Regions from separate parts of the Gossypium hirsutum genome. Here regions 1 and 2 are each linked to region 3. A link is a contact called in public Hi-C data. All regions are on one chromosome and are shown on one strand. The core of a region is the stretch at or near the end of the contact, and the rest is flanking DNA. Distances in the headings are between cores, read along the strand shown. Region 1 holds the start of LOC107896790 (F-box/kelch-repeat protein At3g06240). Region 2 holds the start of LOC107896778. Region 3 holds the start of LOC107896785.

What was found. A called contact is a pair of places that touch in the nucleus more often than the background predicts.
Region 1: a Hi-C map of hypocotyl shows a contact between it and region 3, with 4 times the contacts expected there. The contact joins the promoter of LOC107896790 here to the promoter of LOC107896785 in region 3. A contact is called at or near these places in 6 of 34 Hi-C or Micro-C datasets (anther, callus, hypocotyl and 2 more).
Region 2: a Hi-C map of leaf shows a contact between it and region 3, with 4 times the contacts expected there. The contact joins the promoter of LOC107896778 here to the promoter of LOC107896785 in region 3. A contact is called at or near these places in 15 of 34 Hi-C or Micro-C datasets (anther, callus, hypocotyl and 3 more).

The regions. Positions count from the first base shown.
Region 1 is chrA10:81,549,729-81,554,563 of Gossypium_hirsutum_v2.1, forward strand. It overlaps LOC107896790 (F-box/kelch-repeat protein At3g06240), which reads right to left and starts at 2,994. Exons shown (of 2, transcript XM_041078879.1): 1 at 1,694-2,994; 2 at 743-1,130. The coding sequence starts at 2,887. The coding sequence ends at 1,733.
Region 2 is chrA10:81,857,796-81,862,294 of Gossypium_hirsutum_v2.1, forward strand. It overlaps LOC107896778, which reads right to left and starts at 2,853. Exons shown (of 1, transcript XM_016822051.2): 1 at 2,443-2,853. The coding sequence starts at 2,811. The coding sequence ends at 2,629. It overlaps LOC107896777 (stearoyl-[acyl-carrier-protein] 9-desaturase, chloroplastic), which reads left to right. Exons shown (of 3, transcript XM_016822048.2): 3 at 1-197. It also overlaps the pseudogene LOC121208034.
Region 3 is chrA10:81,721,264-81,726,194 of Gossypium_hirsutum_v2.1, forward strand. LOC107896785 reads left to right here and starts at 1,294. Exons shown (of 2, transcript XM_016822055.2): 1 at 1,294-1,580; 2 at 3,021-3,754. The coding sequence starts at 1,552. The coding sequence ends at 3,615.

The DNA of each region.
Region 1 (4,835 bases), core at 1,744-4,243, 170 kb before region 3:
AATTAAAATAAATTTAAAAAAAACATGTATACTTACATAACACTAAGATAAATGCAACTTAACAAGTAAATGCCTCTAAAATAATAACAAAATTAACAATAAAACAAGTGTTATACAATATCCAAATAATAATAATAAAATAATAGTAACATAATAGTAAAATGGTAGCAAAATAGAAAGAAAACAATAAAAAAATAGCATTAAAACAACAAAAAATAGTAAAAAATTTGGTCATTTTGTAAATCCGGGCTAGGCCCAGGCCAAAAATGTTTTATTTTTACCCAAGCCTATCAAACAACAAAAAATAGCAAAATTTTTTTTGTTTTTTTGTAAATTCGGGCCAGGCCCAAGCCAAAAACGTCTTATTTTTACCCAAGCCTATTTTTCGGGTCTCTAGTTTTATCTAAACTCTCTCACTTTTCAAGTTAGCCTTCGAGCTATGCTGGACTAAGTAACCCAACCCATTGGCAGGTTTAATTGGTTAATATATCAACATTGGATCATGATAATTATAATAAAATAAACACATAATCCTTGAATCACTGACATGCAAGAATCATGAAGAACCCCGGCTTCCCTGAATATATAGAAAACCTGAAATTTAAGCCCTCACCTTAATTATCTGCTTTATCCAATCTCTTCCCCGTTATATCATATGCTTTCATATTTGAGTAATTTAAGTACTTCGATACAGATAGATTTAATTTTGAAGTTTTTCAAATATTTGGAAGTTTCATCCTTGAAGGGTCATTGTCGTGTATTCATGTTCGAATTTATGTTGAATAAAAATATGGACTACGCGAAATAAATGAACAGTAGAGCAACCTAGCTCATAAGATTCCTTCTGTACTTTTCATTTTTCTTGAAGCATCCGTAACTAGTGTTAGGCACCATTTTAGATACGGACGATCACCAATCTAGGTAATAAGTTAACAGTGGTGCCATGAGGACTATCATATCACTACCAATTTTGCTCCAACATCTCAGTTTTCTTTAAGCACCCATATCTAGCATTCGTGTTAGATTTCCAGATATGGGCATGAGAATATGATCCTCCAAATACATTAAAAACCATTGATCATACCTGTACCCAACACACACTCTAGTCCAAAAAGCATACATCAACACCACTGCAAAAATGAGAAACTAGCTGATAATGATTCATGATAGTAGAAGCTGCCCCAAGTTGCATTGGCAAGCAATTGGGAATGGAAATTGTAATAAAAGTGGAAGAAAAAACACAGACAAGCAATCTGTATTCAGTGGATTCCTAGAAAAACAAAATTATTTGAGCTAATTACACTGTTTCATTTGGATCTAAAAGTACTGACAATAAGTCATGATCATCATCATAATAGTTCCTATTGTTCAACATCAAATTACATTCATCGATTCGAGACATCTAGCTCTCTAAACAACAATTCGTGTACGAAAAGCACACCATATCCAGCATGTATATGCACCTGCAGATCGTATCTGCAGGTTATTAGATCTGCAGAGAAGAGTTAACAACTAATTGATTCTCTAGGCAGAAATCTAGCAAATTCACTGAACCAACCAAAAAAAATACAGACAAGGCAGAGGCTAACATCTTTGGCTTACGTATAGAACGAACAATAACAGCAGTTTTGGAGAAAGACAATATAGTCGACATAAACTGCATATCAAGAGAGCAAATCCCATGAAATCTTACCTCTTTTGTTGTAGTCCCCATCCATTTTCATATTCAATATCAATTCGATGCGTCTCCAGCCGGCCGACGTATTATAAGTTCCTCGCGCTCTGATCTTCCATTGATTGGAACCAAGCTCTCAACATAAGCAATAATCTGCATCGTTTCCTGATAAGCATGGATATCAAGACTTTTAAGCTCTCGCGTGGAGGGGTCAAACAACACGAGTTCATGATCCGAGCTCTCGAGAAACAATTCACCATTTTTCCAAAACCCCAAAGGCCTCTCAACTCCAGGAAGAGAGTCAATTCTGAATTGTTTAGTCCATGATCCATTCATAACCCACAAATCAAAAGATTTGTCAGTCCCTTCCCTTGGGTAAACAATAGCACCAAGCAGTCCATTGAAGTCCAAAAGTTCCAAATAGTATTTAGCTAAAGACCCACCAAATTCAGGCAATGGTAAAGTAGAAAACTTTTCATTGACCATATCAAATGAGAGAATAAGGTAATCAGAGTCCCCAATTGCCTGCCAATAATAAAACCCATTTACGTAATTATTAAACAAAGGAGATCCATAAGGTTGAACCCCGGGAACTGAAATCTCCTTCCATGAATCGCTTTTAAGTGAATATAACTCAACTTGGTGGTTCCAATCACCCATTAACCCTTCATCTTCATTCTCTTCAAAATAATTAGTAACAAATCTTACCACTTTGTAGTCACCACTTTGAGAATCAAACCCAATACCAACGCAACCAAAACTAGTGGAATCTACTAAAGGAGGGCGTTGGACTGTGGATTGAGGGAGAGTTTTAAACTCTCTAGTTGATGGGTTCCAAAGGGCAACCTTATCAGCATCATGTAAACACAATAATCCATTACAAGGACCTGAAACCACTGGGGCATACCAACAATCCTCGAAAAAGGGTAAGTGAATGTTGTGTTGTACCGAAAAGTTTTGGCTTTTCTCAGTTGAAAGTTGAGATAAATAGTAGATGTCATCATGGGTGTTACCCTGACAACGTTTGAGGAGGAGATTAAGGTTGTTGTTGTGGAGGTTGTTTTGCTGATGTTTGGTAATGAAGTGAGGGGTTTGAAAAGATGAACACCAAGGCTTACAAACGCACCTGAAACGTGTCAAGGATTTAACTGGAAGCTTTGACAGAATCTCCAACATCACCATTTCTGGTACCTCAACTCTTGTTTCGGGCATCTTCCCTCTCTGTCTTATCTATTTCCTCTGTCTTTTGATGAATGATTTCTTTTGGGGGAAAACAATGTGAACTAAGATAGAAAAAAGAAGGCAAAACTATAACAAGTAACATTACACGTTTTCTTATTTGGTATATAACAATTACAAAACAATGTTGAAGATGTGAAAGAAAGTGAAGGTTAAATTATGCTATTACAGTCCCTGTAATTTATGAAAGTTATGGATTCAGTCATTAAAATTTAATTTGATCAATTTTAATTTTTGTAGTTTTAAATTGATCAAATCTACTCCTTTTCAAAAAGTAGCAATTAAATTTACTTGGTTAAATTCAATTACTACTCATTTAGAGTTGTAAATTTAGTTCATATTCTCAAATTTAATCATTCTAAGTCCTTATACTTTTTGAATTTTGAAATTTCAATCTTTATGCAAAATACAATTTTTAATCCATTAATTATATTTTTAATGAATAATATGCGAAAATAATTAGCTGATATGACATTAAACATATGATAATATGTTTGTCGCATCATATTTTGAAAATAGCATAACTTAATGAATTTAACAATTATCATTTGATGAGGTTTGAAATTTAAAAAGTAAAAGGGTTAAAAATAACTAAATTAAAGTATATAGACTAAATCCATAACTTTTATAAAGTACAGCGACTAATAACTAAATTTAACTTAAAGTTGAACTACGGTCAATGTTGTTGGACTACAATGATGGGCCTGGCCGAGCCCTCTGGTAATTCTCAAAACCCAAGAGCTTGTCCTGGGTAGGATTAGCACAATAATGGCCATATCCGTAAATTGAAAAGGTTAAAGTATTTTGTTAGTCCTGTACTTATATATAATTTGAGATTTGGCGTGTCTACTTTAAAAGTTAAAAATTCAATCTTGATATTTTTTTAATTTAAAAATTCTAATTTAATCATTACCGTTATTGTAGTTTTTGTCAAAATTCATTAATTTAACATGTTTATTTAAAATCAATCATATGTTATGTCATATAAGGACAACCTAATCAAAATTCTAAGTTGATAAATTTTGACAGAAAATATTTAAGATTTTAATGATTGGACTCTGACTTTTTAAATAAAAAAATACGAAGACCTAATTTTTTATTTTTTAAGTACATAGATTAAATCTCAAAATTTGACAAAATTCAGAGACTAACATCATATATTAACCAATTAAAAATATCTAAGATATTAGGAATATAACCCCAGTCTTTTATTTTTTACTAAACAAAAAAAAAATCAAGAATAGGGATAGCATACATTACATAGTAATCCTTGAAGAGCAAATAAGTAAATCAAAATTGGTCAAGAAATAGTTGAAAATACAAAAAGAACACTAAACTTGATAGCATTGATAAACAGAAAATAGAAGCATGACAAAAAGGTAAAAATCTGATACAAACATATCAACCTCCAATATGAAACAATCCATAATTCATGAAAACTCAGGTCATCATCTCATAAAAATCCCTTCCAATCACCATACTCCACAACTCATGATAATCTCTTAACAAAACTGATTATTGAAAGCAACCATTGGAAGTAGATAGAGTCACCAGACTATAACTTGGATAAAATGAATGTGAATATGAATATTTCTTGAACATTCCAAAAAAACTATTTTTATGTTAAAGTGACACCACATAAATGATAGCAAAACTAAACTCCCTCTCTTCAATCTCAATTAGATTAACCATCAATTCAATAACTCACTTTCTTCTCTACTTATTGTGTTCAATTATAAATTTATTTTGAAATAATTAAAATTGTAAAGTACATGTTTAATATTTCTATTGTTAATATTTTTGGGTTATTGATTTGAAATAAATTTCATTTTATAATTTTAAATTTTAGATTTTTTGACTAAGTATTCAACTCTTACTTCTACTATCTAAGAGTATTTACTAATTTTTATTTAATAATGGT
Region 2 (4,499 bases), core at 1,603-4,102, 140 kb after region 3:
AACAGAAGTAGAAGTTTTCAACATGCAATTTCTCTTTTTAAATTCCCCCATGTAATGTTGCTTGAACAAGTTTCAGTTAATCAGATTCAAGTTAAAAGTTTTAAACTGGATAAATAATGTTTATAATCCGTTAGTACCCAAACCAAAGTGGCTATGAACTAGATCAAATTCAATTGATTTCCGATCAGTTATATACAGACTTATGCTTCCATGAATTGGGTTGGTCAATTGGGTTTTAATGTTTTGATATAGATTCGGTGAATTTGAGTCTGGTTTTGATGACTTTTGGTTTGAGTTCTGAGTTTGGGAGTTTTGACATTTTAATTTAATATATTACACTTTGCTTGCTTGTTAGGGTTATTTAAGTTCAGCTTGTTATGAATAATCAAGTTGGATTTGACTTGGAACATTCTCGAAATCGGAAAACAAGCAATAAGAAATTCCTTTTCAAATTTTTCATCTGCATGCAAGTTATTTTTTAGTGTTTGGTAACTGAGAAAAATGAACTCATTATCAAGATTTAGCTATCAACAAAATTGCCTCCTAAAATGGCCTTTATCGGGCGAACTTCTATTTTTGTTATATACCTTTGATATTTAGATTGGAATGCAGTGTAAAATATGATCAATAAAGCTTTGAAGAGGATCACTTGACACAAGTCTATATACAATGAAAAACTAAGAACTTGTAAGGGAGGTAATGAATGTTACCATAGAAAATTGCAACCATATCATGTATAACAACAGCTATGGCAATCCAGGCTTAAGATTTGTGATCCTTCGTCGCTGCCATTACAGTATCCAGGCAACAAAACGATACTAACCTTACATAAATACGACGACGACAAAGTCAAACAAATTGATCAATACCTAAAATTGCTAAGCAAGTGTTTGTATCGATCAAGTCGCTACACACGTATCCTATAAAACCAAGACTGAAATTCAAGAAATTCATAACTCATTATGTTTCCGGAAAACGAATATCGATGCAGTACTTAACGAGGCAGCAGCTTTTGGTAGCTCAGATACTCGAAACTTCCAAGCTTTCCCTTCGACTTGTACTGGACTATGTTCTGGTATCAACAGTCCAAGCCCTCGTTTCCTGTCAACATCTGCCTCTCCAACCCATAATCCACATGTTTCTTAAAACCCCTCCATGGACCAACACAAAATCTCCTACCATTAAAAAGTCGCATTATCAGCCAATAATCTACGTGAAATTGGACCATTAGGTCTCAGTGTAGCAGTTCTAGCTCTGAAACTATGACAAAACTTTTCAAGCATGCCATGAAATATCGATGAAGGAATCCCCTGGAAAGGCATTTCCAACCCACGACACAAACTCTTCATCTGTTCCCAACACCATACCAATAAGCCCAAACAATGACTTCCTCCAAACTCTTTATAGTTACCTACCTAAAATCATCTTCAACATTCATTATCTCATGATTGCCATTCAAAGTTATCAGTTTGCCCACCATTTTTAACAGCTTCATGCTTCAACATCTTTTAGAAATAAAGGATCTTGAGCACACCACCTATTTGAACAACGGTGGTAGACACACCAAACCAATAATTGGACCCATCAATTAGGCCACCAAGACGGAAGGCTTGCATGATCTTCTCGAGATCGCCATGGAGGGCTCCCTTAGCAACGACACAACTGGGGGAAGGGTAATGAGTTTGAAGGGGTTTTTGAGGAATTTGTCGATGGTGATGCTTGGGCAAAATGAGGCCGCTGATAGACAAGTCTACGAAGGTGTCAACAACTGATGTAAGAAATGAAGGTTTTCACATGCTGATGATCATCTTCTCTTGTGGACTGATGCTGTTTTCCATTATTTTTTAGGGATTGCTTTTGGCCATCAAGTCTTAAAACCAATCACCATTAAAGGTTGACTAGACGACAGGTCAACTTATTTTCGACCAGATTAATTTTGATTAAACAAATATTTGGGTCGTTTTTATTTCGGGTTATTAGAAATCATTAGAATTGCTTTACTAGGATCAAACTACCGAATCGAATTTAATTATGATAAAGTTAATGCATTACTGTTTTCAACTGGAGGAACCATCAGGACATGTCAAGGAACAATTATGGTTTCCTGGAATGTTCAAGCAAATGGAAAAGTAAAGTGACAAATCTCCACATCAGAATGGCTGCCTACAGTTCTAAGCAGTAAAAAGTATTACTACAGGTTAACCAAACCTTCCAAGATACAAAATATAAATGAAAAATAACCAATGGGATGAAGTTTTTAAACTATACAAGTGCCCGCGCTTGCCTTTGGACCCGTCCAGAGAAAGGTCATTGGCTGGTTGCTATAGGGGCAACAACATCAGAAACACACAAAAAAATTAGGGTTTGAGCTTCTCCAACAATAACCAGTGCTGTCATCACAAAAGGTCGTAACATGATAAAAACTTAAAGAATACAGCCAAGGGAAAACTAGTAATAAGTTTTTATTATTATCAACTACAATATAATGTATAACAAACAAAGACAAATAGTTTTCAAAACACAGATTTTAAACACATTATTTTGTCTGTCATATAAATGACCTTTACCTAGTTCTTGACTGCATTGTCACAAAAAAGGCTAATGAGATCAAGGCTTTGATCCCATGCTTCACTTCCCCTCTTGCTTTTTCAGCTCCTCGAACTTATCTATAGCCACCTGAAGCTCATCTGTACCTCCAACAGCTCTCATAGTATAGAAATATACACCAAATACAAATGCTGTCAAACCCCCCGCGACTACCATATTCTTAGTCTTTGGTGCAAGGCTGCCATAAGCAAATAGTCCAGCCATCTCAAAGCAGAAAATTGGTCCAATGTGTTAATACCGTCCAAGCTGAAATTCACCAAGCTATTAGTCTACTATCTTCCAAAACTCCACTTGGAAATGGGGAAAAAAGGAGTACAAAAACATGCTCCCTTAGAAATTAACTCTATTAGCCTATATGGTTCTTCGGCAAGGCGATGGAAAGCAACAAAACGTGAAAAAAGAAGAAGGAAATATCCAAAAAAATCCCAATATTATATTACAGTAATTTGAGGAATCTTCTATTGCGTGATACATGATTATAAATTAACAAACAGGAAGAAAAAACAAATTATCTAGCACATCATGTTGATTTATTTTTGAAATTTCATTGCTGAGTCACAGCATGATCCCTACAGAAAGAACAAGATTTTAATCCCCTTCTCCAAATAAAAAATATATAACCAATTAAAATGCAACAGTAATTCCATTGTTCCTTATGAAGTAAAATCATGCAATTCATTTTCTAAAAGATATATATAGTTTCAATTTTTTATTATTCAAAACAATACAACTTGCTTTGATATCAACAGATAACTTGGTGCTTTTTGGTTCTGGAAACAAAAGGCTAAGCAGTTTGGTAACAACAAGTGATGTTTAGATTATTAAACAGAAAATGCAAATAAGGCATCAAAATTCAAACACAAATAATACTGATTTCAAGCAAAAAGTTCATAGCAACAAAAACAGGCATTGTTCATACTTCATCCTTTAAACAATCATTAAATCAAACGAATATTTGTAACAAATCATAACAATAGTAACCAGCAATCAACTATCCAAGAAGAACCCATTTCTCATACCACTGAAAACAAATTAAATTCATATAAAATCAACCCAAAGTCTTAAAACAGATAAGTGGTTCCTCCAAGTTCTGCTAAACAGCAATCTTTCTCTCACACTTTTCAACTTGACCAAGCAATTTCTTTCCTTTTTAAAGTAACACATAATAAAGAACTAAAAAAAAAAACAGCGATAGAGCGGAAGCTTACCCGAAAATCCCAAAGCACCGATGGGTTTTTTTTATTATCTTAACCTGAATACAGAGGAGAAAACAGAAAGGAAATGCTGCAGATTTGAAAGGTAAAGGAATAGGTGGTGCGTGGATTTGGTTGGGATGGTTATGGTTGGGCAAGCAAAACAACGTGGGCCTTAATATTGGCCCATTAATTAATATCATTTACAAATAAAAAGTAAAAAAAAAAACTCATTTTGGTAAATTACAATAAAGGGTAAAGCCCAACGTGACTGACACGACTAAATAGAAAAAAACTATGGTTGGGCAGATTTGAAAGGTAAACGAAACCAAGGAATAGGTTGGGATGGTTATGGTTGGGCAAGCAAAACAACGTGGGCCTTAATATTGGCCCATTAAGTAATATCATTAACAAATTTATAATTTTAGTTTAAAATAGAAAAAAAGAAGAAGCATGAGTTTATTGAACCTTTTAAACAGACTAAAATCTTTAGTGTTAATTACATTATTAAATTGACATTATTATTAAATTTAAAGTATTAAAAAATAGAAATTATACTGTATATCCACGTTAGATTGTATTTTGAAATGCTCACTGTGGTATTCAAAATAAAATGTACAGCTACAACCACCCTGGACCAATCAAAGCACTTTGCAGTTGGGGTTGACGAAAACACTAGTTGACCTGATGATGTTATGG
Region 3 (4,931 bases), core at 44-2,543:
TACTTTTACAATATTACAATATATACTCCATTAAAGACTGCTATGAAAAGGCTAATCAAAGTCAAATCCATACCAACACTATAAAAGCAGTAGTAAGGAAAAATACATGTTTAAATTTGAGGGATAATGTAGTTGAAAATAGTACTTATGAATCTCAAAAATAAATCATAGAGTGAACATGATAAATAAATAATAAAAAAAGTCTATTATTTTGTCTATAAATATCCATTTTAATTATTTTTTATTATATTCAAATTTGATTTTTTTATTTTTATAATATTAATAGTAGGTCGGTTAATTAGAACTTAAAATAATAAAATTGGGATATTTAATCATTGTTTATGTAAAAGAAATATGGAAAGGAAACAACAAAATTATTGGTCTTCAACTTGGAAAATAGTTGATCTCAATTTGCTAAAATTCATAGTTAGGTTGAAATATGAAACCTAACCAAAAAGAGTTGATTTATGTTTTCTGGTAACAAAGGCCATGCATGCATGTCTTCAACTAAAACAATCTCTCACTTGCTATAATTATACATGATTATACTGAATGCTCCCTTCCTTTATAATTATGATTTACTTTACAACCCACTTTTGGATTAATATGAAATTGTTTTATCTGTGATCCGATCAAAACTAAAAAAAAAGTTATATGAAAATAGTTTAAATTAAATTATTAATTTTTGAGAGGGATCAAAAATATAAGTATTCCATTTTGTTAAAAGGTTAAAAATGATTAAAGTATACCATTTACTGACTTTAGATCGTAAAATGTTTTCAAATGTAAAGGATCAAAAGAATAATATTTCAATATTATAAATTAGAACACTTGTAATCATAAAGAAATTAAAATTAAGAGCTCCTTTATACGTAAATATACAATGTTCGTCTTAAAATTCGATCACAATCCAAACTTTAACTTGATATGACGTGGGTCAAAATGTCATATTAGTCCTTGTACTTATGCAGGATTTCAGATTTAGTCCTTATACTTTAAAGGTTAAAAAATTCAATCCTCCTACTGTTCTAATTTAAAATTTTTAATTCAATCATTATATATATTATTAATTTCTGTCAAATTTATTAATTTAATATGTTTATTTTTTGTCAATACATCTATTGTCATAATGTTAATTTGACAAATTTTGACGAAAAATATTAAAAATAGAGGGAGCACAAATTTTACAAGGTTGTAAAGTGGCATGAAGGGGTAATAGAGTAATTGCATTAAAAAGTAGTCACAATGAAACTTTGCCTTTAAAAATTGAGATTCTCTCTCTTAAGAAAAAGAGAAAGAAATCAGTTGAAATCATGGCTGCCAAATGAAAAGCAAAGAGTGTTCGTAATAAAGAAAAGAAAAGAAGGGCACATCACATTACCAACTCTCCCATGCCTTTCAGACTCATCCCTTCAACTTGAAGGCCAAAAAGCCTTTATTTTATTTTTTTGTATTTTTCACCTCTTTCTCTTTCAACACACAGATGAAAATTCCCTGTTTTCTCATCTTTGCTCACCTCTTTCATTCATCGCTCTTCACCTTGCTTTGTTCATGCAAGATCCTAAGAACTCTCACACAAGGTAAACCTTTTTCTCTCTTTCTTTTTTCCTTTTCTGCATGTAATCCGAATGCTGCTACATTGCTCGGATCAATTCAAACATTTCTCATGAATTATCACCTGTTTTAGTATCGATTGTCTGTTTTTGCTGTGAACAATGTTGCTCATAGAATAGATAGGAATGGTGTTGCCAATTCTACCCAAATTGAATTGATTTTGAAAACTTGTTGAGATCAGCTCGGCAAGTTTGCATACAAGGGTGTTAGTTAAAATGCCCCTGATTTTCATGCAGTTTTGATTTGAGTAAGAAATGTTCAAAATCTGCAGACTCAGCAGTTTTCTTTTGCACATTTGTCCACTAAGTGCTTTGCTTAGTGGGCCTATATCTTTACTTGATTTGATCCAATAAGCTAAGTTAAGTCAATGGTTTGAGCCTTATGGCTTGTGTAAGAAATTCCAATCCAATCTTGCCTACCTGAAATCCATTATGTAATATTTATACTAAATCATGCGACACTAGGTATGATATTAATTATCATTAAAAAAAAAAAAGGTATATTAATTTTTTTCACTTATTTAATTGGTGACGTCAACTCAGGAGATATTTATACAGTAAGTGTAGATATAGATAGTAAATTTGTAACTAAAGAACAGCATAGACCCTTAATACCAAAAAGAAAATACATAAACCCTGATCAGAAAGTATGCATTTGATCGTCCAAAAATCGTTGCTAAGATCATTTACAATTTATTTTTTACAAAAAATAAAAAAATAAAAAAAATAAAAGTTGCAATCTGAAAATATAAGAAGATATATTGTCCTAGAGGGTGTCTTGTTCAAGTAACAATTCTAATGTATATTGATATTGTCCTAATTTTGATCTAACACCTATAATCTCTCTTAACACTAATTAAGAAACTGTCGAGATTTTATCTTTATAGGATCTGATCATATCTATTTTATTTGACATAATATCTAGAATTATTCATAACTCTTTCCCAACTCATAAATAATAAGAAAATAATGCGCTTCAGTATATTTAAACTTATGTCCTCTTGCATAAACAACAATACCCATGCCAATCGAGCTAAGAATAAATATATATATTCAAAAACTTTTTTTAAGTTTGACTGACATTAACAGGGTCTTCGAGGTCATATTCCATACTGATATCTGAATATCTACGGAGCATGGTTACTTCAAAAAGGAAAAAAAAATTGAAGCAACATTATTTTAATATATATATATGTCTATATATATGTATAGTGAATATGAAAGTATCCAAAAAGAAGCATGAATTTAACTTTTCCTTTGATATACGTAGTAGTAATTATAAAGTTGATTGTGGTTTTGATATTGGCTTTTTTACGATTTTGGCGTTTTGGTCTTCATCCTCAACAGTTTTTCCAAAAAAAGTCTTGCTCAAGATTTGATGCTATAGTTTTGCTTGATTTTCCATAGGAAGCCTTGGTATCAAAGAGCAATGGAGAGGGCCACCGTATGGAAAACTGTTTCGAAGACGGCCGGAATCCCTACTACAAATGCTACAACATTGTGGAAAACCATTTCAAGACCAACTGAAATCCCCATGGCGAATGCAACATTTTGGAAAGCGATTCCCAAGTCCACCGAAATCCCTTCAACTCATCCCAATAGATCGGAGAAGCTACGGAAATGTACTTCCCTAAGGGTTGCCACTACGTTTACTCGAGTTTGTCTATGTGCACCAATCTCTTCCTACAACGAGGTATTTCGTGCCGATGTTCCCCCTAGAAGAAGCAACACTTACCCTAGGTCAAAGGCCTTTCCCCTGGCGCAAGAAAGGGTAATACCAAGAGCGAGACTTAGCACGGAAGGAAGAAGAGTTTTCCGTGGTAAATCATTGACGGACGATGTATTGATGAGGAGATTTGTTGTGGAAGAAGAAGCAATGATGCAAGTTAGGAGGAGGAATCAAATGGAGGTTATAAGGAAGAGAAGTTTGATGAGAAGGAAGATGCTTGGCCCTAGTCCTCTTAGTAGAATGGTAAAAGCTAATGAAGATGATGATTTTTAACCTTCTTTCTTTCTTTTTAATATTACCCATATTTTATCTCTAGTTTTCTTTTATTTAATTTTCATTTGTCTGTACTTTCGATTGTGTACTTTTTTAAATGCTGGGATGCCAATTCAAATTTGGATCTTGCTTTTAACCATTAGTTTTTTCAATTTTTTAAATTTCCAAGTGTTTATTATTATCGCAAAAAAAAAATCAAGTAAAATATCTATTTTAAATATCCTATTGAAAGTAAAAAAAAATTATTTAAATAATATTTGAATTTATAATATAATATTTTAAAAATTAATATAAATTATTTGTAACTTTTAATTTGGATAAATAAATCATATTTTAAATATTAAAATTACATAAACATAATCTTTCCAAATAATTATATATTTGATATAAATTTAAAAAAGAAAATAATTATACATACAATAAAAAGATTGCAAAAGACAAATAGACTCCATGTTTGGAATTTAAAGTGAATTGTATACATTCACGTTAAAATTGGCTTTTTTAAAAGCTAAAAACATTTAAATCTTGTTTTTTATGTAGCATAAATATTTTAACGTACAAATATAATTATGTATAGATCAAATGTAATATTTAAGTAAAACTTTTTCAAAATTTGAACTCCGTCCAAATGTATAAGGAAGAAATCAATTTTCACTCATTTCAATTACTTACTAGCAGTAGAAAAGCCATATATATATATATATATATGAAAATAATGTAATATCATATATAATTAAACGAAGTTGATTGTTTAATTTCAAGAACATTGTTTGTGACTTGGTTATTTGGATTCTCAAGAAAGAAAGAAAAAAAACTTTAGTTAAAATTAAAGAATAGAACTGTTAAAGAAAGCACAAAGAGTTACTTGAATTAGTCAAACTAGTTTAAGGGCGTTCTTAATATATTAGCCATTTAGAAACATTAATTAAAGGCTTTCCAGAAAAACATCAATTAAATATTATATGATTATAAAATTAAAACTATTATTCAATTCAGACTTACACTTCATTTAGAGAAAAGGGACATGGGCGTTAGATGGAGCATAATTCACCCCATGAATATCTTACTCTTTGTGGGGACGAGACTTGGTCAAATTGCAAGTAATGTTATTCAGGTGGACTGGAGTGGTAACAACCCTAGAAACATCAAGTTTCTTAGAGTTTAAGTGGCCATCAATCTTTGGCAACTATTAATTGTTGGTTGTGTCATCCACAAGAATGATGGTGTAAGGCAATGAGTGGCCTTTCGATATGAGAGAATTTGACAGGACATTCGAGGAGCGGATGCCTTTACGAGGGTCAAGAGATCAAAGATAT